2 separate regions of the Macaca mulatta genome follow, and region 2 is linked to region 1. The links are chromatin contacts, called in public Hi-C maps. All regions are on one chromosome and are shown on one strand. Each heading gives the region's core, a stretch centred on a gene start, on an enhancer-like site or on the middle of the called end of the contact. The rest is flanking DNA. Distances are from core to core; before and after follow the strand shown.

Evidence for each region. Hi-C and Micro-C count contacts between places; a contact is called where the count stands out from the background.
Region 2: a contact with region 1 is called in a Hi-C map of fetal cortical plate, with 2.7 times the contacts expected there. The contact joins the promoter of LSM8 here to the promoter of CTTNBP2 in region 1. A contact is called at or near these places in 2 of 14 Hi-C or Micro-C datasets (fetal cortex germinal zone and fetal cortical plate).

The regions. Positions count from the first base shown.
Region 1 is chr3:157,409,152-157,411,851 of T2T-MMU8v2.0, reverse strand. CTTNBP2 (cortactin binding protein 2) reads left to right here and starts at 1,264. Exons shown (of 23, transcript NM_001168625.1): 1 at 1,264-1,436. The coding sequence starts at 1,356.
Region 2 is chr3:157,715,718-157,718,549 of T2T-MMU8v2.0, reverse strand. LSM8 (LSM8 homolog, U6 small nuclear RNA associated) reads right to left here and starts at 1,442. Exons shown (of 4, transcript NM_001266597.1): 1 at 1,283-1,442. The coding sequence starts at 1,313. It overlaps LOC114677016 (a long non-coding RNA gene), which reads left to right and starts at 1,535. Exons shown (of 2, transcript XR_013415933.1): 1 at 1,535-1,615.

The DNA of each region.
Region 1 (2,700 bases), core at 15-2,514:
TCATTAGGAGCCTGCCGAAAAAAAAAAAGAAAGAAAAAAGAAAGAGAAAGAAAGAAAGAAGAAAGAGAGAGAGAGAAAGAAAAAAAAAGCTTTGATCTGTAACCCTTGGACTGAACATTCCAGTCATTCATCTTCCAAAATTTCAAGTGCAGGATTTGGTTGTGGTTTGAGTTTACGTCTTTGAGACACAGCTTGAACGTCTCGATTTGATTTTATGCATTCGACACATTTTTAGGGATCTGGTGATTTCACAAGGGCTGTACCATATGGTCTTGGTGAGGTGATAGATTTTCACATTCTGGAAATTGGCAGCAAAGGGTAGGAACCGAATTAGATGTGGGAAGGGAAAATTAAGAGTTTGGGCCTAATTCACTCATCTCACGAAAAATCTTCTGAGACGTGTAATTCCCATAAAATCTATTTTTACAAAGGTGGCTTTTGTTTGGTTGTTTTTGGTGTATATGTGCACGTGTCCTCACACTACGGAGTAATTTTTTAAAATTGTCTCAGAAGTAGAGGGCATGACATTTAGCTTTTAAAGCTATGACATTTAACACTTCTTGGTGAGTCCTTCAGGAGAGACTTCAGACTTGGGGGGTCATAGGATATAAAACAGCCCACTACACGTTCCCCGAAAAGGAGATTGTATAGAAAGTTAAGAGCTGAGGGGCTGGTGCCTCGTACTAAAAGAAAACAGGACAGACAAATCGTTTTCATCTGAGAATTGTTTTTGGAGAAGGACTAGAGTCAACGATAGAATAAATCAGAGCCAGGTGTGTATATATATTGGGAGGGTAAAAATACCCTGGCGGCAATGAAATTTAAGAAAGAGCAGTTTAAGAAGAAAGGGGTGCTCTATGTGATTCCTCGCGGTGGGATAGAGGGAGCTGAAGTGTAGGATTTTCCCTGATCTTTCACAGAATTCAGATTCAGGAGGCCTGACATTTAATCCGGTCTGTGCACGGATTTCTCCGGCTTGGTGGGGGTTCTGCGGAATGCATTGCTCCTCGGGCGCTTTCTCCCTTCACCTCTTCCGTGGTCTTTGATCCCCAGTCCGCGCGCAGGGCCGCAGCGGAGCCAGGTCGTGCGCCCATTTCTCGCACCTCCACGAGCCAGCAGCTGGCCCAGCCGGGCGCGGGGCGCGGGGCGGGACCGAGGCGGGACCGAGGCGGGGCGCTGCGGCGCGCAGCGGGTTAAGCGGCGAGGGCGGTGGCGAGGGGCGGAGGGAGTGCGGCGGCTCCCGGCTTCCCGCGCCCGCGTCCCGGACAGCAGTGGGTTAAGCGCCGCCCGCGCGGAGAAGGCTGAGTCCGGAGCCGCGGCTCCGAGCTCGCATTCGGATCCGCTAGAGCAGGAAGATGGCGACGGACGGCGCGAGCTGCGAGCCCGACTTGTCCCGGGCCCCGGAGGACGCGGCGGGGGCCGCGGCGGAGGCGGCGGTAACCGAATTCCTGGGGCGGGCGCGGGGCGAGTGTAGACGCGGGCTGGGGGCGGCGCCGGGGTCCCAGCCGGACCCGGCTCCGCACCCCCGGGGCGTTCCGTAAGCCCGGGACCCTCCGGTGCCCCTTTCTCGGGGTGCCCACACGGCGGAGGCCGGTGGGAGCGGAGCGGCCACCCGGGCTAGGGATCCCTCCTGTCCCTTCCGCGCCCCACGGGAAGCGGCCCCGAGTCGCTCGGTTCTCCCAGCTCCCTGCGTGCGTCCAGTGCGACCCCTATGCTCACTCCCTCCGCTGCGGTCGCTTCTGACCGGGGGCGAAGGCTGGGACGTGTTTCCTGGCGAATTTGACCCCCCATTGTTCACCTCTCGCTGCGCGCGGGGTTGCGAGCGCTTGTCTCAGGGGTGCCTGGTACCGCTCAGCGGACCCGGGAGAGCAGCTTGGGGGAGGTGGGCCATCGCCCAGCAGGTGTGGGGATGCCCATTGTGTGCATCTGTTCCTGTGCCTTCGGGAGGCCCATTGGGAGAGGGCTCTGTCCTGCTGCGGCGCTGCTGCCGCTGAGGCCAGCGCTTTAGGTCCTAGCAGCCTGCTGCCCCATCACTTGGTGGTGGTGATTGGGGTCGGGTGGATGGGTTAGTTCTTCCCAAGGCGATGCCCGGGAGAGGTGGAGGTTCTGCACCTGGTTTCAAGACATTGTTCTTCTCTGGAGTCTAGAAGCTGAATGAGCTACCATTCATGACTGGTCCTTCCTTTCACCCCCCTGAATAACCCCGTGTAGAGACTCGCTGGTGGTTTCCAGCCTCTACCTTGGGGAAGGGCTGGACCCACATTTCCTGGGTAGAAAACGTTCTGAGTGTTTGAGAAGCAGCTTAGCAGGAGCTGCAAGGAGCTGCAGAGAAAGGCAGATCTAGGAGCGCCTCCCACTCTGGCCCAATCTGGCTGCTCCCGCCGAAGGATCGGGGTGGGATGGAGCGAGCGGGGCGTGGACGCCCCCTCTCTTCCTCTCAAGACCTGAGCAGAGTCCGTGCAGGAGCGGGAGAGGGCAGGGCCGGGCGTAAACAGCCGGGGCCGCTTTAACTTCCTCCCACCCTCTGGAGGTAGGGCTTTCTGGAGAGGGAGAGGAGAGATGTGGAGGAAGGTACTTGGGGTGAGAGGAGCTGAGCCTGGGAAGGGAAGGAGAAACCGAGAGGGGGAGGAGGACTGCTGATTTCCACTTGCAAAACTGGCAAGTTTTGATTTGAACTTTTGGGAAAATTGAGTTTCCATT
Region 2 (2,832 bases), core at 193-2,692, 310 kb before region 1:
CAGCCACTAAGTTCACTACATAAAAACGTTGAAAGATTTTGGGACGCCAAGGCAGGAGGATCACTTGAGGTGAGACTAGCTTGGGAAACACAGTGAGACCCCCCCCATCTCTACTACCCTGGCCTGGTGACCTATAGTCCCAGCTACTCAGGAGACAGAGGCAGAGGCAGGAGGATAGCTTGAGCTCAGGAGTTCAAGGTTGCATTGAGCCATGATCAAGCCACTGCACTCCAGCCTGGGCAACACAGTGAGACCCTCGACTCAAAAAAAGAAAGAAAAAAAATTTTTTAAAAGCTTGTTTTAGTTTTGTGATAATTACATGACTAAAAAAAGGAAAAAATAGAAAAGAAAACCTCTTTCTGTATGTGATCGGTGTATCCTATCTCAAAATATCCTGGATTTTTGACACTTTTCTACTAGGAATGCTGCCAATCTATTATTTCGGACAGGATATTTCGTTTCTTGGGCCTGTTTATATCTAAAATGAAAACTGGATGAGTACTAAATTCATCGATGTTGGACGATTTTCAAGCATGTTAAAAAACTGTCTTCCGGGGCAGGCTTCTGTAATTCAAAAGTAAATAAACTATATAATCAGTGTCACAAGGTACTAACAATGCCTGTAACATTAAAAGCATTCGGTATTTAATTTTTGTCACCCAGTTTGTACCTGAACTTAACATAGTGTTTTTGTTCTGAGACTTTAAAACGGTAACACTTGTAAAGTCTATTTTAAGACTTCCCGTGGGGTTGTTACTTGCTCCTCACTATAATCCATTACAACAGCAAGCATTTTTTTCATTCCACCACCAGGTAGGGTCTTCAAGTGGTAAAGGGACAGAAACAGTCTGTGAACCATCGTTAAACTTTCTGCTATCCTCGAACTAATGAGCATATTATGTGAATAAAACAAGTACACAGATTTGCAAAACTGTTGTCGCAGCCAGGACGACTGTTCATCTTATTTACAAACTTGAACACTTATGCCCTAGGGAAATAGTAAGGAAGAATCAAGAGCGTAATTTTTTTTAAGACAGAAAAGTTCGGAAAAATCACACTGGGTTTTTATTTGGCTTTTGTAGACAAAATGGAAAGGACCCCTGGGCCCGCAGCAGCTGGCAGGCTCTAGGCGCCGCCGCCGAACTCTGGGTCATTCCGGGGTCCTCATCTCGCCCGCCCCCAGGATCCCGCCGCGGCCGGGCCTCCCAACTTCCCACCGATCCCCGAGCGGCGGTCTCTCCGCGGCCCCGGCTCACGCCCGCGGCGGCCAGCTTGAGGATACGGTTGATGTAGTTCTCCAAGGCGGACGTCATGCTGCTCGGACCGGCAGTTCCGGATAACGCAGTGGTGCCGGCCACAAGCAGAACTGAAAGGGCGCGCCAGAACTCGGCAGCGGTTCGCGTCTGCGAGCCGCCGCAAATATCGTGAGAGTTGCTGCTCCGCAGCCCTTTGACTCGGAAATTGGGACGAACTAGCCAACCAAACAGAAGCAGCGCCGCTCTGACGAGAGAGTGCGCGTGCGCAGTGTGTTTTCGCTGTAATTCTGGGCCGTGTTCCGGAAGCCGTGTAAGACAAAGGGAACGAGAGGCGGAAAAAAGGAGGACGCTTCCCGAAGGTGGGGTACGAGAGAGAAGTTGGGGGAGAGTGGGTTTCCAATCCGAGTAAAACCCAGTGTGGTGGAAGATAATAAGTGAAAATGTTGAGGTAGAGCAGGCAGGAAGAAACAGGATAAGGCGTTTTTTATTAGGAGTGAAGGAGGAGAGTAGACGAGCGCTGTTGTGTGAAATGCGGGTGCGGGTAGTTGAATCCCTAGTTTTCTGCAGCAGGAGCCGAAAATAACACTAAAAATAAGTCCAGTTGGCCGGGACAAAGTTGCGCACGTTATAACCACACGGTGTAAGCGTCTTAAGAACTCAACAATGAAATGCACGTTCGTATGTTCTGCTTTTGTCTCTAAAAGTGGTCCAAAATGGAGGTGTTTTTACTTTTTAAAGAAACTAAATGTAAATAGAAAAAGGTGTGTGACCATCCCTTAGAAAACGAATGTTCACGCTTCTACCACGCCGGGATGGTCTGCCGGAATTCTCCAGGGTGAAATTAATAAATAAAAGGCTCCTTCAGCACCAAGAAAGGACTGATGCAGGAAGGCACCAAACTTGGTTCTAATCTTGGCTCTGCTAACGTATTGGTGTCATTGCACAGGTCACTTCAATTCTTCTGGGCCTCAGTTTCCTTATAGTGCCATAGGTATCATTTCAGATATTTCCCAATGTGATACTGTTCCCACTTTATTTACTGTGTTGCCCTAACTTGAGAGAGCTTGAAGTTAGAAAGAGATTTATACACAAAACATCAGCAGGAGCGATTTCCCTTTTTTACAAAATATCTTTATGATTTAGGTTAAACATGTATTTTCTTAAGAATTGTGGCTTTGGAATAACTCTTGCAATGTCAGCAGTTTTCCTGGGAAAAGGAAGCATTTCTTAATTAGAGCATACCCACAAGATACCTACAAGATGACTCCCAAATAGTTAAAATTTTATATTCTGGAAGTTATTCCGATCTGTTTGAAATCAAATGTAGTCAGGAATTAGATTGTGAATGTCTCATATTCTCAGGGTAACAAATGAAAGTGTCTTCCACAAATGAAAGAACAAAGATAATTGTGTGATTTGCAAATGTTAGGAGTTGAATCAAAACCCAAAGACTAATTAATGATTAACGAGGTGTTAAGAGTTTTGTTTAAAACAAAAAAATTGCTGGGAGTGTTGGTGTATGCCTGTAATCCCAGCTACTCTGGAAGCTGAGGCAGGAGAATCGCTTGAACCCGGG